Regions from separate parts of the Mus musculus genome. Here all the other regions are linked to region 1. Evidence: chromatin contacts called from public promoter capture Hi-C data. All regions are on one chromosome and are shown on one strand. Each heading gives the region's core, a stretch centred on a gene start, on an enhancer-like site or on the middle of the called end of the contact. The rest is flanking DNA. Distances are from core to core; before and after follow the strand shown. Region 1 holds the start of Blzf1 (basic leucine zipper nuclear factor 1). Region 2 holds the start of Pou2f1 (POU domain, class 2, transcription factor 1). Region 3 holds the start of Creg1 (cellular repressor of E1A-stimulated genes 1). Region 4 holds the start of Rcsd1 (RCSD domain containing 1). Region 5 holds the start of Mpzl1 (myelin protein zero-like 1).

The links. Promoter capture Hi-C pulls out the DNA fragments that hold promoters and counts their contacts. Capture Hi-C pulls out chosen DNA fragments and counts their contacts.
Region 2: a contact with region 1 is called in a promoter capture Hi-C map of liver, with 5 times the contacts expected there. The contact joins the promoter of Pou2f1 here to the promoter of Blzf1 in region 1. A contact is called at or near these places in 2 of 39 promoter capture datasets (embryonic stem cells and erythroid cells) and 2 of 9 other capture datasets (adipose tissue and liver).
Region 3: a promoter capture Hi-C map of liver shows a contact between it and region 1, with 3 times the contacts expected there. The contact joins the promoter of Creg1 here to the promoter of Blzf1 in region 1. A contact is called at or near these places in 4 of 39 promoter capture datasets (hematopoietic stem and progenitor cells, liver and pre-B cells) and 2 of 484 Hi-C or Micro-C datasets (the AtT-20 cell line and B cells).
Region 4: a promoter capture Hi-C map of hippocampal neurons shows a contact between it and region 1, with 2.9 times the contacts expected there. The contact joins the promoter of Rcsd1 here to the promoter of Blzf1 in region 1. A contact is called at or near these places in 2 of 39 promoter capture datasets (hippocampal neurons and pre-B cells) and 1 of 484 Hi-C or Micro-C datasets (B cells).
Region 5: a promoter capture Hi-C map of second pharyngeal arch cranial neural crest shows a contact between it and region 1. The contact joins the promoter of Mpzl1 here to the promoter of Blzf1 in region 1. A contact is called at or near these places in 5 of 39 promoter capture datasets (cranial neural crest, frontonasal cranial neural crest, hippocampal neurons and 2 more), 2 of 484 Hi-C or Micro-C datasets (CD8 T cells and muscle stem cells), 7 of 115 datasets of contacts at active chromatin or transcription factors (the 230-238 cell line, acute myeloid leukemia, astrocytes and 4 more) and 2 of 9 other capture datasets (adipose tissue and liver).

The regions. Positions count from the first base shown.
Region 1 is chr1:164,306,105-164,308,940 of GRCm38.p6, reverse strand. It overlaps Blzf1 (basic leucine zipper nuclear factor 1), which reads left to right and starts at 1,457. Exons shown (of 7, transcript NM_001160209.1): 1 at 1,457-1,794; 2 at 2,425-2,502. The coding sequence starts at 2,463. Nme7 (NME/NM23 family member 7) reads right to left here and starts at 1,269. Exons shown (of 14, transcript NM_138314.4): 1 at 1,187-1,269; 2 at 691-881.
Region 2 is chr1:166,001,213-166,004,048 of GRCm38.p6, reverse strand. Pou2f1 (POU domain, class 2, transcription factor 1) reads left to right here and starts at 1,415. Exons shown (of 16, transcript NM_198932.3): 1 at 1,415-1,487. The coding sequence starts at 1,427.
Region 3 is chr1:165,762,302-165,765,137 of GRCm38.p6, reverse strand. It overlaps Creg1 (cellular repressor of E1A-stimulated genes 1), which reads right to left and starts at 1,380. Exons shown (of 4, transcript NM_011804.3): 1 at 1,000-1,380. The coding sequence starts at 1,353.
Region 4 is chr1:165,706,692-165,709,527 of GRCm38.p6, reverse strand. Rcsd1 (RCSD domain containing 1) reads left to right here and starts at 1,434. Exons shown (of 7, transcript NM_178593.3): 1 at 1,434-1,637. The coding sequence starts at 1,632.
Region 5 is chr1:165,633,087-165,635,922 of GRCm38.p6, reverse strand. It overlaps Mpzl1 (myelin protein zero-like 1), which reads left to right and starts at 1,382. Exons shown (of 6, transcript NM_001083897.1): 1 at 1,382-1,620. The coding sequence starts at 1,530.

The sequences.
Region 1 (2,836 bases), core at 208-2,707:
AGTTCCAGGACAGCCAGGGCTATACAGAGAAATCCTGTCTCGAAAAACAAAACAAAACAAAACAAAATCAGCATACACCACACACACACACACACACACACACCAGATCAAATGCTAACTAACTTCATGCCACAAATGGTTACAATAGATGGGAGCAAGAGAAATCAAGAGCAAAACAGATGAACGGTCACTTCCACACTTCCTTCGTTAAAGTAGAAATACGAGGCTACAGAATAGGTAAAATCATTGATTATTTGGAATCCAATACTGAATACATTGCCTCTTAGATTCTGTCAAGTGCCTAGAAAGGAGAAAAGAGGGAGGAAAGAGATTGGGTCTGTGAAGTAAAGGTTTGAAAAGGTCTCTTTGGTACCAAAGGACCAGATTGGTTAACAAAAAGGACTGCTGAACGTCAGTCAATGAGAAAGCCTCATTGTGCAGATGCCTCTTGCTAAGTCACAGCTACACCCACCTGAAGGCAACATTTTGCTCTGTCCCGTCCACCACGCACAAGTGCAGAGATGACTAAAGATGAGTTAACTAGAACTCTGTGCACTAGAGCAATGGGTACATTAAAACCATCTAAAGGCTTATTAAAACGCAAAGTATCAAGCCCCATTCCTATTCAGTCATAATTTATGGTGGTGTTGGTGAATGCTAGAACTCTCCAAGTAATCCTGAAAAACATACCTGCTAAAACACAGTGATCTGGAAAGTATGAAATGAACTAGACGCTGAGCCAGCAGACAGCTATTACTAAGCGGTCCTGGTAGGAGATGCAAGGTAGAACTCCACCGCTTGGGAGAACTGACTCCAGCACTCAGGGAGATTCAGATCCAAGTTAGTGTTGAGACAGCACCACGTCGATAAGGGTCTGCAAGCTTGAAAAACGAAAAAGATAAACAATGCAAGCTTATAAACGGTTTATTCGAAATAATTCTCATCGGGTTTTCTTAGATTCCATATCACCCCCATTTACTTTCTGTTACATTGCTCTAGCTTGAGGTCTTAGTGGCGCTAAAATGGAAATTAGGGTGCTGCAAGAAAAGGGGTGCGCAGAGGCAGAAGGAACTGCTCCTAGCGAGGTAAGAGGTGATGAAAGGCGGGGTGCCCAATCGCCCAAAGACTTGGATGTTCCGTAACCAGGGTCTCGGAGCCTTTCATAGGGCCTCCCTATAACACTTACCATAGTTTGTAGATCTCAGCACAGGAAATAGATTCCTGTACACAGGAAGACTACACCACCACCAATGATCCGGTTACTCTGGCAACGCAAGCCCCGCCTTCCTCCAGCCACTGCTTCGAAGACGCCGCCTCGAAGCTGCTTCGTCTCCATTGGCTGGGAGTAATTAGGCCCCGCCCATTCACTCAAAGATCCACCCTTTGCCTCATCGCCTGGGGCAACGCGACGCCACCTTCTCCGTTCCAACGCGTTCACTTCCGTCTGGCTGGTAGTGACCCGGAAGTTTAAGCGTCCATACCGCTTGCATTATCTATTGGTACTTTTTTTTTAAGTAGATATCTTCCAGTTTTCGCTTTCCGAGCCGATACATAGTAGACCCTGTCTCTCTTCATTTTACACACAGCACGAAGTGTCAGTTGGTCCTTGTCCTTCAGAAGAGCATTCCGGAAATGAAACCCTGTGTAATAGGAAGTGATTAGAGTGAGCGAGGCGCTGCGTGTCAGGGAGGCTTGGGCGGGTTGGCTTCCGAGTGCCAGGGGAGTTTACAAGTCAGCCGGCTGCTGAGCGAGTGAAGAGCCTGAGCGGTGGACATTGAAGTAAGGATATCACAGGTAAGTCCTGGAGCCGGCCCGTGTGCCGGACGCGGTGGGAAGAGGATGGTCTGGGCTGGAGTTCGGCAGCCATTGGTTTGGGATTTAAAGGTTGTTCTGGGAAGAGGCTCCTCCTGACAGGGACAAACTTGGGCTCATACTCCTGGGGAATGAGGCTGACAGGCTTAATTTTTCCACCTCCTCTCCTTTTAAACTCGGCACCCATGCCTCCCCACACCTTCACCCGGTGTTTCTTAGACAAGGACACTTGCTCATCGGCATCGCATGGTCCCAGCGAAGTTTCTGACTTTAAAGTCTCTGTTTGCCATTGGATAGAGTTTCAGGATGCATTCCCAGGGCAAGGATTTGTGATGTTCAGGAAGTTAGACCGGGTACTGAATCGTATACATCTAGGAACAGTCAGCTTTTAGGACGTGTGGTCACCTATTCTACAGTCTAGACTCCAGAGACCACTTAAACCTATGCCTGGGTTTTCATTATTTAACAGGTATACATTACAGCCCGTCAAAAGGAAATAATGAAGAACGTGGGTACTAAAGACAGAAACAATTAAAAAATAACTTTTAAAGTAGATGCATTCTCTGAATATATTGTTATTGCTTTAATTCTTTCGTATGTATACATCTCTAGGTCTTCGGTGAAAGTCTTGGATTGTATTCTCATTAGTTATGGAAAAAATGACTACCCTTAAAAGTTCGGAAAACAAAGGTAAGTGTTTTTGTTTTGATAATAATTGATTTGGTTTTTTGTTTGATTGGTTGCTTTTTTGGTTTGGGGGGGAGGGTTGTGTTTTGGGTTTATTTTGGAGTAGGAGGGCGTTATTTGAGACAGGGTTTCTCTGGGTTGCCTTGGCTGCCCTAGAACTCATTGGCCTTGAACTCAGAGAGCTCCCCCTTGATTATCTAGTAAGGCAGGTAATACAACTGTTCGTTTTATTTTTACTACACTGTAACTATTGTTAGTGAAAACAGATGTTTGTGCTACATGGATCAATGAAAACTATACCTATATTTGATGTCACTTGTCTGCATCCTTTAACTGT
Region 2 (2,836 bases), core at 166-2,665, 1.7 Mb before region 1:
AACCTGCAGTTTTACCCAGTTGAAACTTAGGAATACCCCTCTCAAGGACAGCCTAGGACCTATTTATTCTTACCACACAATATTTTTGTTTTTATCCTTAGAAATTTTTTTAGGAAAATCTTGGGACTTGTCAAGAATTAGTAAAATAGATTTGGGTCTTCATCCAGGCCTTTTTTTTTTTTTTTTTTTTTTTTTTTTTTTGCAATAAAGGAGCAATCTGGGCAATATTTTGGCTAATTACTTAGGAAGATGGTCACAAGAGGAATATCACCACCCCCACCCCCCGCCCCCCGCGATCGTATTTACTGAACGACAGAGCAAAGAGAATTCGTAACCGTTGGCGCTATTGCCAACTTGCATGGTTTTAATCAGGTCAGTTTACAATTAGCCTTTAAAAGGTGCTCCAGAAGAAAAAAAAAAAAAAAGAAAAAAGAATCCCTACGCAGATGGGGTCTGTTTGTTTCGCACGGGTGGGCGCGTGCAAGGGCGTCCGGGCGACTCGGACGGCCGCTCCCACAGAGGCTGGGCCGGGCACGCGCGACAAGTGGAGGCGACTCTTTGCCTGGCTAATTAGAGCCGCCAGGACACGCCCCCAGGAGTCCGCCCGCCGGCCCCGCCCCGAATCTGCGGCGTGGGCTGAGGCGCGGGGCGGGGATTAGCTCGGATTCAAATTTAAAGCGGGACGTCCGCGCGTGGCCCAGCAGGTGCCTCGTGCCCGTTGCCCGCCGAGGGCGTTTCCGCCCCCACCTGCACACAGGGCCGGAAATTACCTCGGCGGGGAGCGGTCCCCTCCATTGTCGCAGTCAACTGCGAGGGAGTCCTGAAAAAGTGCGCGGCCGTGGAGCGCTCGCTAGTCCCTCACGCGTGTCCTCGCGGCGAGACGCCGGGCATGTTGCCCTTTTACAGTACCGCCGTGGAAACCCCGAACTTATCCGGGAGGGGACTAACACGGAAGACGGGAAGCCCATCCCGAGACGTAAACAAGCACTTGACATACTACACTTTGGGGTGAAGCCGCGCTCCCGGGGGGAGGGAGGGGGCGAAGAGACGCGCATGCGCTTCCTACCTCTCCGGCGCGTGGAGAAAACTGCGCGTGCGCACAGCGGCGCGGACGGGAGGGGGAAAGAAAAAAAAACAAAACAAGGAAGAGATGATTGGCAGGTTAGGGGGCACTTTAGAAGCCTGAGGGGGCGGGGTCCCTGCAGCCTGGACGCGCGTGCGCACCGCGCGCGCAGGGGGGTGGAGCTCTTCCAAGGGGGCCGGCGGAGAGCAGCGCCGGCCTCGGGCGCCCCCTGGCGCGCGCCTCGGGAGAGGAAGGAACGGGAGGGTGCGGAGAGGAGGGAGGCGGCGAGCAGGGCGGGAGGGGGAGGGGAGCGGGAGCGAGGGAGGGTTTATCGACCGGGCGATTTTGGTTAAAATATTCAAAATGGCGGACGGAGGAGCAGCGAGTCAAGATGAGAGTTCAGCCGCGGCGGCAGCAGCAGCAGGTAATCATTACAGCATTTTACATATTCATATTCATACTCGAGCCGGGCTCCCGCTGCCCCCCCCGCGACTTAGCATAATTTATTAGTACTCAGGATTATTATAATTAACGGCGAGGAGATGGGGGGCCGGGGAACACAGCCCCCTCTGGGCGCCGAGCGGAGGGGGAAAAGGAGCTCGGAGCGGCCGGGCGGAGGGGGAAGAAGACCCGGGGCAAAGGGGGCTGTGAGCCACCGCGCTCCTCCTGCCCCCGGCCCACCCCGCGGCTGCCGCGCCGGCCCGCCCGCCGGCACCGGCCCTCCTCCTCCGCCGGCCGCCGCCGCCTCCTCGCACGGTGCCCGAATCTAAGCGGGTCCACGGCAGGCGGCGGGGCCGGGGCACCGGGAGAGGACAATAAAGACATTTTACATATTCATAGCTGCTGGGCTGGCGGGGCGCGGCGGGGTGCGGGCGGGAGACCTGGACGGGCGGTGGGGGGGCGTGGAGGGGCCAGAGGTGGCGGCGAGCACAATGCCGGTGGGCGGCGGGGCCCGAGCGGACCCCGGTGGCCGGACACCCGCGCGGCGCCCCCCCAGGATTGGGAGCCGGCGCGGGCTCGGGCTGGGGAACGCTGCTCGCTGCGGGACGCACCGGGGAGTGGTGCCCTGCCCCCGGCCGTGCGGGGGGTCCGCGTGGGGCCGAGCCCGGGGGTCACGGCCCGGGGCCCCTCAGCCGCGCCCTGCTCGTGCCCGGGGCAGCGGCCTGACCCCAGCCAGTCCGTGTCTCTGGTTAGGGGCAGCGTGGCGTGGGCCCTGTGAGCTGGCCTTCGGGTTGTGAGCTCGCTCTGGGGTCCCCCGGACCCTTTGGAGGCTGGGCTAGGTGGGAGGAACCCTCGGGGAAGTTCCCCTCCGTGGAAATGGCTTCGGTTGTCCGTGTGTCCCGGGCCCTCACCCAGAGGTCCGCGCTGCTGTGGGTCGCGCGGGACAGTTGGGTTGGAGGTGCTCGCGGGGTCTGGTAGCTCCTCCGCGCACATCCCCCCCCCCCCACGCGCTGGTAGCCTTGGGGACCCTCTCGCTCTGAGGCCTCGGAGCTCTCGGAGGTCACCCGAGAACTGGACCGTAAAGGATTGCCCTCCTGCCCTCAAAGGGCTGGCCTGACAAGTTGATCATATTCTAGATTTCTCCTGTACTGCGGGGAGCGGGGGTGGTGGCTAGACACGGAGATCCCCCTCCCTGACTGTGTGTGGTAGTGCTTTCTAGCTGCGTGCTGGGTCTTCTCTACTTGCTTCTCATTTGAATAATGTCTAATTCAGGGAGGTTTATATTCTTGAAATGGCCGCCTGGCTTTCCCCGCCTCTCATGTTTAGTAATTC
Region 3 (2,836 bases), core at 131-2,630, 1.5 Mb before region 1:
TGTCAAGATGGGTACTGAGGACCAAATACAGGTCCTCGCGCCTACATGGCAAGTATTTTACCAACTGGGCTATTTCCCTAGCCCCTAGGATTGCAGTTTTAAAAGGCAGTAGCTAATTTAAATTTGTTTAGAACAATACAGAACTCTGTGGAGGCTGAAGAAAACGGGTCTCTTCTATTCTAGCACATGGGTCCCAGTCCTGTGGCCTGTGCTTTGAAGACAAGTGGGTCTGAGGTGAACTAGGGTTGGCCCCCTGGCTTTGCGCAAATTACTTAACCTCATGTCTTCATCTGTAAACCCGGAATAGCCATGCCTGTTTCTAAGAGTTACTACAAGAGACAATGAATGAAAACAGGTGGAACCGAAAAGCCCTAGGCACATACCATGGCAAGGGCTTGGTTAAAGCGTCGGCGTCTCTTGGCTCACTGTTTACCACGACACCAAGCTTTCTCAGTTTTGCCACAGACCCTCCACCGAGTCAGGCTTCATTTCTGGGCTCCTGTGTGGCCTTTCCCTCCCAGGCTGTTTCCACCTGAGCTGTAAGCAGAGCCAGGTCCGCAGTCAACTATAATGCTGTGTAGTAGTTTCCCACTGCTGATAGGTAAAGGTAGGGAAGAGAATCTCCGAAGTCACATAAGCCAAACGCTAAACTATCCAACAATCTGTATGCCTTTAGATCACAAGAGTGCAGTTTATGCAGAGACAGCGCCTAAAGAGGACGCCTGACTATCTGAAGGGTGTGAAGTGCTCCAGGTACTGGCAAAGAATTTACCCCAAGCGCTTAGACCAGTAACAGGGTAAGTAGGAACTTCCTGGTAGTTCCCCAACATCTGGGATGCTACAACCTCCGCCTAGCCAGCGCAGGCCAGAAGAGACAGTCATGTGAGCTGGGTTCAAAAGTCTTATCTCTAAGACCCACGCTCTCCCCAGCGAGCTAAACTGGAGACGCTGGTTTCCTGCTCTGCCGGGTCTGGGAAACCGCGCCGCGCTCCCGCTCACCTGCAGGTCGCTCACGGCTTGCTGCAGTGGACTCAGGTACATGTAGGGCTCGCCCGTGCCTTCTCCCGGAGGACCGTCACTGATTGAGATGATGTCCGCGAAGGGCCAGCCGCGCACCTCCTTTATTGTGGAGATAGTGGCCAGCGAGCCCCAGTCTGAGACGTGAGTCACGAAGCGGGCCACGCGCGGCCCGTCTTCGCGGGGTGGCAGCGGAGGCAATCGCCTGTCCACGTCCCAGTCCCCGTGGTCCCGGCCTCCGCGACCCGAGGCCGGCGACACCAGTAGTGCCACCAGCGCGGGCGCCAGAAGGGCAGCAAGCAGGGAACGCGCGAGCTCAGGAGCACGGGCAGCCATGACGCTGACTGCGGAGTCCCTGCCCACCGACCAAACTCTGCCGGGGTAACTATTGCCTGCCCGTTGTTCCGCCCCTCCGAGAAAGCCAATCAGAGATGAGCAGGCAAGAGGGGGCGTGGCTCCAGTGCAACCCAGTTTCCAGAAGCATATGGTCTGTTCACCGTGTCCTGTGATCTGCTCTGTGAAGAGTGCGAATTTGCCCTAAAGAGATATTTGTTTTGCTTGTTTGATTTACAGACAGATAAATGAGGTCTAGAAGAAATTAAGCAACTTCCTAAGTCACAGTGCTAGAAAAAAGCTGCCTGCATGCACGCACACACCTCCTTTTTAATGTCTTTGAGTATGCTTGCCTGGCATCTAAGAGAACGTGAGTTTTCTGTGTGCTCTTTTCTGTTTACTGACTGTTAGCAAGCAAGCCTATATGTAGTACAGTACAGAAATACCGACATGCAGGAACTTAAAAATTCCTGGCCCAGAAGAGTCTTCAGATAAAGCCACTTTGTTAGTTTTCGGTATCCCACTCAAGACTTTGACCTTGTCCATTTGAGACCTGTCAAGTCATCTAGCTCGGTTAAATTCGTGGTTTCATGCATTTATTCTGGCAGATCCTCCAAGCCCGTGGAGGATTTTCATTCTGCTACCCTAGGGAGTTAGAAAATGTATGCAAACGTGTTTGCGTCGTTTTAAAACTGTGGCCACTGTTAGAATCTTTTAAGCCCCACCCATCCTATAGTCTGAATCAGGCCACACCTCTCTGCAGCTCTCTCTCTTCCTAACAGAGTTATGAAGCAGTCCGTGCTTAGCCGCTACTCTTTTTTCTTTCTTAAAAAAATATTAGGTATTTTCTTCATTTACATTTCAAATGCTATCCCGAAAGTCCCCTGTACCCCCCCCTCCCCTACCCACCCACTCCTACTTCTTGGCCCTGGTGTTCCCCTGTACTGGGGCATATAAAGTTTGCAAGACCAAGGGGCCTTTCTTCCCAATGATGGCCGACTAGGCTATCTTCTGCTACATATGCAGCTAGAGACACGATCTCTGGGGGTACTGGTTAGTTCATGTTGTTGTTCCACCTATAGGGTTGCAGACCCCTTCAGCTCCTTGGCAGCTCCTCTTAGTCTGTGGCACCCAGCTCCCTGTCATGTAGGCCAGGATGAACTAAATCATGGGATGTGAAACTTCCTGACACCTCTAAAATGATATAAAAATCAGGCTTAGCCTCTATTCTAGGGACTGGTGTGAGACTCCTAAAGGAGATTTCTGGAAAGATATTCTGAGGTCTGCCTCTAGCTAGCCCCCCACCCCAATCTGGCCCACTACTCTGTCTTTCTCCTGATCTCTGTCTGTCTCTCTGTCTCTCTCTCTGTCTCTGCCTCTCTCTCTCTCTCTCTCTCTCTCTCTCTCTCTCTCTCCCATTCACGTGTGTTGAGGTTTGGTCTTTTGCTATGTATTGTAATGCTAGGTTCTATATGAGAAAGTCTAG
Region 4 (2,836 bases), core at 185-2,684, 1.4 Mb before region 1:
TCCCTGACTCTTAAATAAAAGGATTATGGGGCTCTTGTCCATCTGAACTATGTAATGAAGCTACATGCTTTTAAAATAGCTGCTCTTTCCAAGCATCTACCACCCTGAGAAGATGCAGAAAATGAAGATCAGATAAGAGGCTTTTCTAAAGGAACTCATCTAGAAAGCATCGGACTAGAATCTCACCCTCTGCCTGCTTCTGAAGCAGAGGTCTTGCCCCTATATGCTGCTGAGTTCAATGAACAGAGGCTGCCCTGACTTCATGGTTTACAAGGTAAGATTTAGAAGGCCTGTGACGTCAAGATCTATAGACCAACTGTGATGAGAAGCAGTCGGGGCAGCCTTTGCAATGTGGGTGAGTTCTCTGCTGGTTTGTGGTAGTGGTTTCTCTTGGGCTCTTTGCACAGGGGCAGCACCAATGCCCTGTGCTATGGTCCACCAATGTGTTGGCTCTCTCTCTCCCTTGCATAGCAGGTCTGGGTTTGGAGTACAAAGTTGAAGGATGCTGTAAGAAGACACACAGGCATCCTTATCAGCCAATTCCCTGAAGAAATGGGACCCTGAAGAGACACCCAGAGCTATAACCCAGTAGCAGCAGACAATGGCCTCGGCACAGATTCAAGTCCCTACATCCCTCCCACGCAGCCTTAAACCGACATTCCCTGGGGAGAGTTACTAAGCGGGGGCCTTATGTGAATTGGATGTTTAGGACCGTGCCCTTTGCTATATTTAATAGGAATGGGAAAAAGGTCCTTTAGCAAGCAGCATGTCGAAGCAGATATTCCCACAACCCCCTAAGCTGCATGCATCAGAGCAGAGGAGAAGAGTAGCCTGCTGCATGCGGCAGGAAACTTGGGGAAACTTTGCTTGGATTCCTCTCCTTCTTCATACACAGATAGATAATAGATGGACAGACTGATAATTGTTTCCTGCAAATGGAATCCAGGAAAAGAGGTATCAAAGCTAAGGCTACTGAACACAGGAAGGCCAGGTATTAGGTTAAGTAATACAGGAGAGGATGGGGGGAGGGGGAGGGAGAAGGAGGAGGAACGGAGGCTGGGAAAATTGGTATGAAAAGAAGGAAATGGCAAAGAGAAAAAGGATGAAAAGGCAATTCTAATTTGAGGCACAAGGAAAGTAAAGAAGGCAGGCTAAAAGAGGGAGAGTTGAGGTGGTCTGAAAAAAGTGCAAAGCCCAGGGTCCTGAGAAACTTCCGCGAGAAAGGGGGCGCGGCGCTGCCCAGCCCATGTTTGGGCAGATTAATGGAGTCGTGGCGGCTCGGGCTCTTGAGTCCTGCCTTGGGAGGGACAGTATCTGTTTAGATTTGTGTCTAAATTTAAACCCCGATCCGGCCTCCCTCTCTGCTCCCCTCCACTCCCCTCCCCTCCTCCTGCGTCCCTCGGTCCCTCCCTCCCTCCTCCTCCTCCTTCCTCGTTCTCTGGCGCAGGGCCCCCAGCTGGGGCAGTCCCGCAGCCGAGTGCAGCCAGGCGCGCGCCGCCGCCCACTCGCCCTGTGCCCGCTACAGCCCCGAAAGTGACCCGGGCTGGGAGCCGAGGGGACAGCGGGGATCGTGGGCTCTTAACCCGAGAGAGCGGGCGTATCCGCAGCCGGAGGAAGACTACCTGGAGGACATGGAGGTAAAAGACCGGCGGGGACACGGGCCTGGGGGAGAGGGAGGTCAGAGCGCTCCTGCCCAGGTCGCCGTTCCTGCTCTCAGCAGGGAGCACGCAGCCGAAAGGTCGCGTAGGCCAAGTTGAGAAAGGCTGGTCCTTGCTCCTCGGAGACCCCTGTGGGCAGGCGTGGGCTTGTCAGGAAAGGACTTCAGGCGAAGGAGGGGCCTTTGTAGGGGTTCAGGTATTCTGACTGTGCACATACGTGCTTTGGGGGGGGGGTTTAGAAAATAAAACTTAGGTACAACTAAAGTCATAAACGGATAAAGGTGTGAACCAAGAACCCCAAAACAAAACTCCAGCAACCCTGACTCAGGCATTGAGAAACAGAGTTGGCAGTTGAAGCCGGGACTCTGCCCGCATGGCTTCCCGTTTTGATTGCAGTGTGGCTTTTCCGACCAGTTGTTCTCTTACTTCTGATGCCCCTTGTTTCTGTCACATCTTCTTTCAAAACTTTCTGAAAAGCTCCCTTGCCGCCGATCAGATAAACTTATTTCTGAGATATTAGAGGCTCTCCAAGATGCCCTGCCTCCTGAGGTTGTGTGCACCTTGGGGTGTGGTAGCCGTATCTGAGAGGTTTGCAGGGGCGAGTCCCAGACTTTCTCTGCGCTTCTCCAACCTCAGTGGAGAATACTGGCCACTACTTTCCATCCAGCTAGTTCATCTAGCTTCCTCCTCCAGGTCTATAGATTTCCAAAGAAATGTTTCCCTTCAAACCCAGACCAGCTGCAGGTGAACTCAGAGGCACAGCATTGGCAAAGCCCCAGGTTCAACTCCCAGGGTCACACACTCAAAGAAAGAAAAAGAAACTGTGACCTTTTATTGTATTCTAATCAATCTCAGTAGGACCTGGGATTTTCAAAGAGGAAAAAAGGAGATGAAAACCCACAGGCCTAAAGGTGATTCCTCCTCCCACTCAAAAGGAAAGAGCTCCTCCTTAGCCCAAGGTCTGCGGAGATCCCGGGCACAGAAGTTCAATCCCTTCCAGGCTTGAGTCCGCTCATCTCTTCTGAGCTTCACTGTCTGCTCTAAAAGAACAATAGCAAGGCTGCATATTTAGCTCAACCAGTTGTCCTAAAGTAGCAAGGTTGCATTTTGCATTCTGGGCACTTGGGAGTGCTGAGTACCTGGGGGGCTGGGGTCTGAGATGGACTCTCTGTAGCGAC
Region 5 (2,836 bases), core at 133-2,632, 1.3 Mb before region 1:
TTCTGTTGCCCACAGGATAACCTAAGGATGGCCACAAAAAAAAAAAAAAAGTTTTAAGAGTCTCACAGGGTAGTCTACACTGTGTGGCACAGGCTGCCTTAGAACTCCTGATGCAGCCTAGGCTGGCTGGCCTCAAACTTGAGACAGTCCTTCTTTCTCAGACTCCTCCACAGCTTGCCCTTTCTACTTTCCTGCTAAACTCTTGGTTATTAAAACTCCAATGTGTGCTCCTTGAAAGTAAAGTGCCACCGATGGGCAGGACCTGCTAACCGGAAGGCAAAATAGCTGCGATATGCATTCTTGGTTTTCTCCAATTGCCTAGTAATTAGGAACTTGCTCTACTGCAAGGTTAAGGGGCTAGGCCACTGGAAACATCGGAAGGACACTGTTAAGACTGGCTTTTGACAAAATCCTGAAAGGAGAGGCCGCGTTTTGGTCTACTGGACTACGCTCCGCCTATTATAGTCTTGTTCCTAAAACTTGTTTTCCTCCTCCAAACTCTCACTTGGATTTTCCCGTTCTTCGTTCACTCTAATCTGTTTTGTGTCTGGTCCCTCCTTTTTCCCCCTTTGAAGACCATTCTCAGAATCCTCCCTCTCTTTAGGGTTTGCTGGGTAACTAGTAGCAGCCGGCACTTTTCAGAATTGAAGTAAGGCACCGCCTCCGTCCTAACTTTTCATCTATAGGCCGAGGGACGTTGATATGCTAAACAAACAGTAAGTGCAGTCACTGGTTATCTAGGTGGCGGGAAAGAGTTCCAATTCCTATTCCTTTCCTGTCCTCTGAAAAGCCAAAAAAGGGCCTGCTCAGAGGTTAGGGCAAGATGGAGACTTCTCATGTTGCAACGCAAATGATCCAGTTCAGGCAAAGACAGATACTCGGCAAAGGTCAAAGAGATGGTGGGTCTTTTTCTATCTCGACCACTGAATGGAAGTCTTTCCTCACCTCTCTCTTCACTTCACTCCTCCCCTCCCCCACCCGGTCCCTAAATTAATTGCTTTTCTTTAGGTGAGTGAGGCCAGGAGTAACCAAGCAGATCCTAGTCGGAAATGATATCCGGACTTGGAAGAGACCGCGGGGAGGGACATTAAGAGAACTGTGGGACTGGCCCCTCAGAGAGGAGGGCAGCCTCTGGCGGCGGTGGGCCGGAGGGCAGCCCCACGACCAGCCACGCAGGCAGGCTCAAAGTAATGCGGCTGCAGAGGCACAGTACGCGGGCATGCTGCACAGATCACACCAAGGGCGGGGCCCGGAGGGCGGGGCCTTGCCCGAGGGGGCTGACAGGGAGTCGAGTTGTCCAATGGCTTCTTTCCCAGGTTGCCAGGAGGACCAATGAGCGAGCAGTGGGGCGGGCACAGGGGCTGGAGCTGGGCAGAAGGCTGGCGGTTGGCCACTGGGGCCGGGAGCGGGGAGCGGTGGCGTGGAGGTGTCCTCGCGCTCGCAGCCGCGATCCGGACAGAGCTGTGTGGTCTAAGGCAAGCCAGCCGACCGCAGCGGGAAGCCGGGCGGAACGGAGCGGCGGGAGCAGGATGGCAGAGGCCGTCGGAGCCGTGGCACTGATTGCGGCCCCGGCCCGCCGGCGCTGGCTGTGGTCGGTGCTAGCCGCGATGCTCGGGCTGTGTGAGTGATGCCGAGCCGGGGTCGGGCGGGGGCTCCGCGGCCGTGCGCGCGCTCGGGGCGCCTCGGAGGGGAGGGGGCGCGGCCTGCGAGCTCTGGGGCCTGGGCACGCCGCCCGGGGAGCGCGGCCGGGAGCCGAGGAACCTCTTTCTTTGGATCCCTTTGCGTAGAGGGCGAGGGGGGTGGGGCGGGGAGGGGTGAGGGAGCTCCCTACCTTGCAGCTCCCTGGGGACAGTCCCAGGAGCCCACTCACGCCCAGTCCCCTGCGGTCGCCTCCTGGCGATTCTGAGTTGCCCAGGACCTCCCGGGAGTCCGACTCTGGAATTGATGTTCTCCACCTTTGGGAGATGGCGGAAGATTGCAGGATTTTTCACCTGTGGGCCTTTGTTGGTTTATTTCCTTGTTTAAACCAGTGTTTTTCCTTTACCTGGTAAGATCTATTTCGAATGCGCTCAGATCAATTCTTAAGGCTCTATGATTGAAAACTCAGACTCTCATTTATTTCATCTCTGGGGTCTGTAAATCACAGAGGCGAAATTTACGTTACTTCTAGCCTAGAATGCAAAGGCTTGAAAGAATTCGGTCGAATTCGTATTAATGGTAAACATGGGCAAGATAGTTTGACAAGACGAACATTTACAAAGCATGCTTTTACTTTGATTTTAAAAGCCCCCCTCTCAGGCCCTTACCAAATAAACCAGGCTTAAGTTTTTGATAAAGGCTCCGGCTCGGTTTATATGACGTCTTGGACGAGTTGTTTTATGGGGCGTCTGAAGTAGTGTCTGCCCCAGGACTTTTTTTGTGTGTTGTTCAAAGTAAAGTACTTGTTTCTGTCTCAGAATTCAGCTAAGTAGTGGTTACCGAGAGGTCGAACTCCTAAGAAAACACGGAGGGGGTTCCTCCCACTCATTCTTTTGTTGTGTAAAATGTAATTTGTTCAAAATCCATTACTCAGTACTTTCTTTCGTGCAAAAGTTCTTAATGTAGTAGTCTCTCGAACCAGGAGTATAGGTGAGATTCTGTTGGATTTCCAGCTTTCATTTAAGCTCCTAGTTAATAGCTTGGAGGTGAAAATGGACAAGATTCTTTTTTTTTTTTTTTTTTTTTATGTATCAGATGGGATCTGTTTTGTTTTTGTTTTTGTTTTCCTGTTTCTCCTAAGGAAACAGAAAAGGCGTGGGTTTTTGTTTGTTTGTTTGTTTGTTTGTTTTTGCCATTT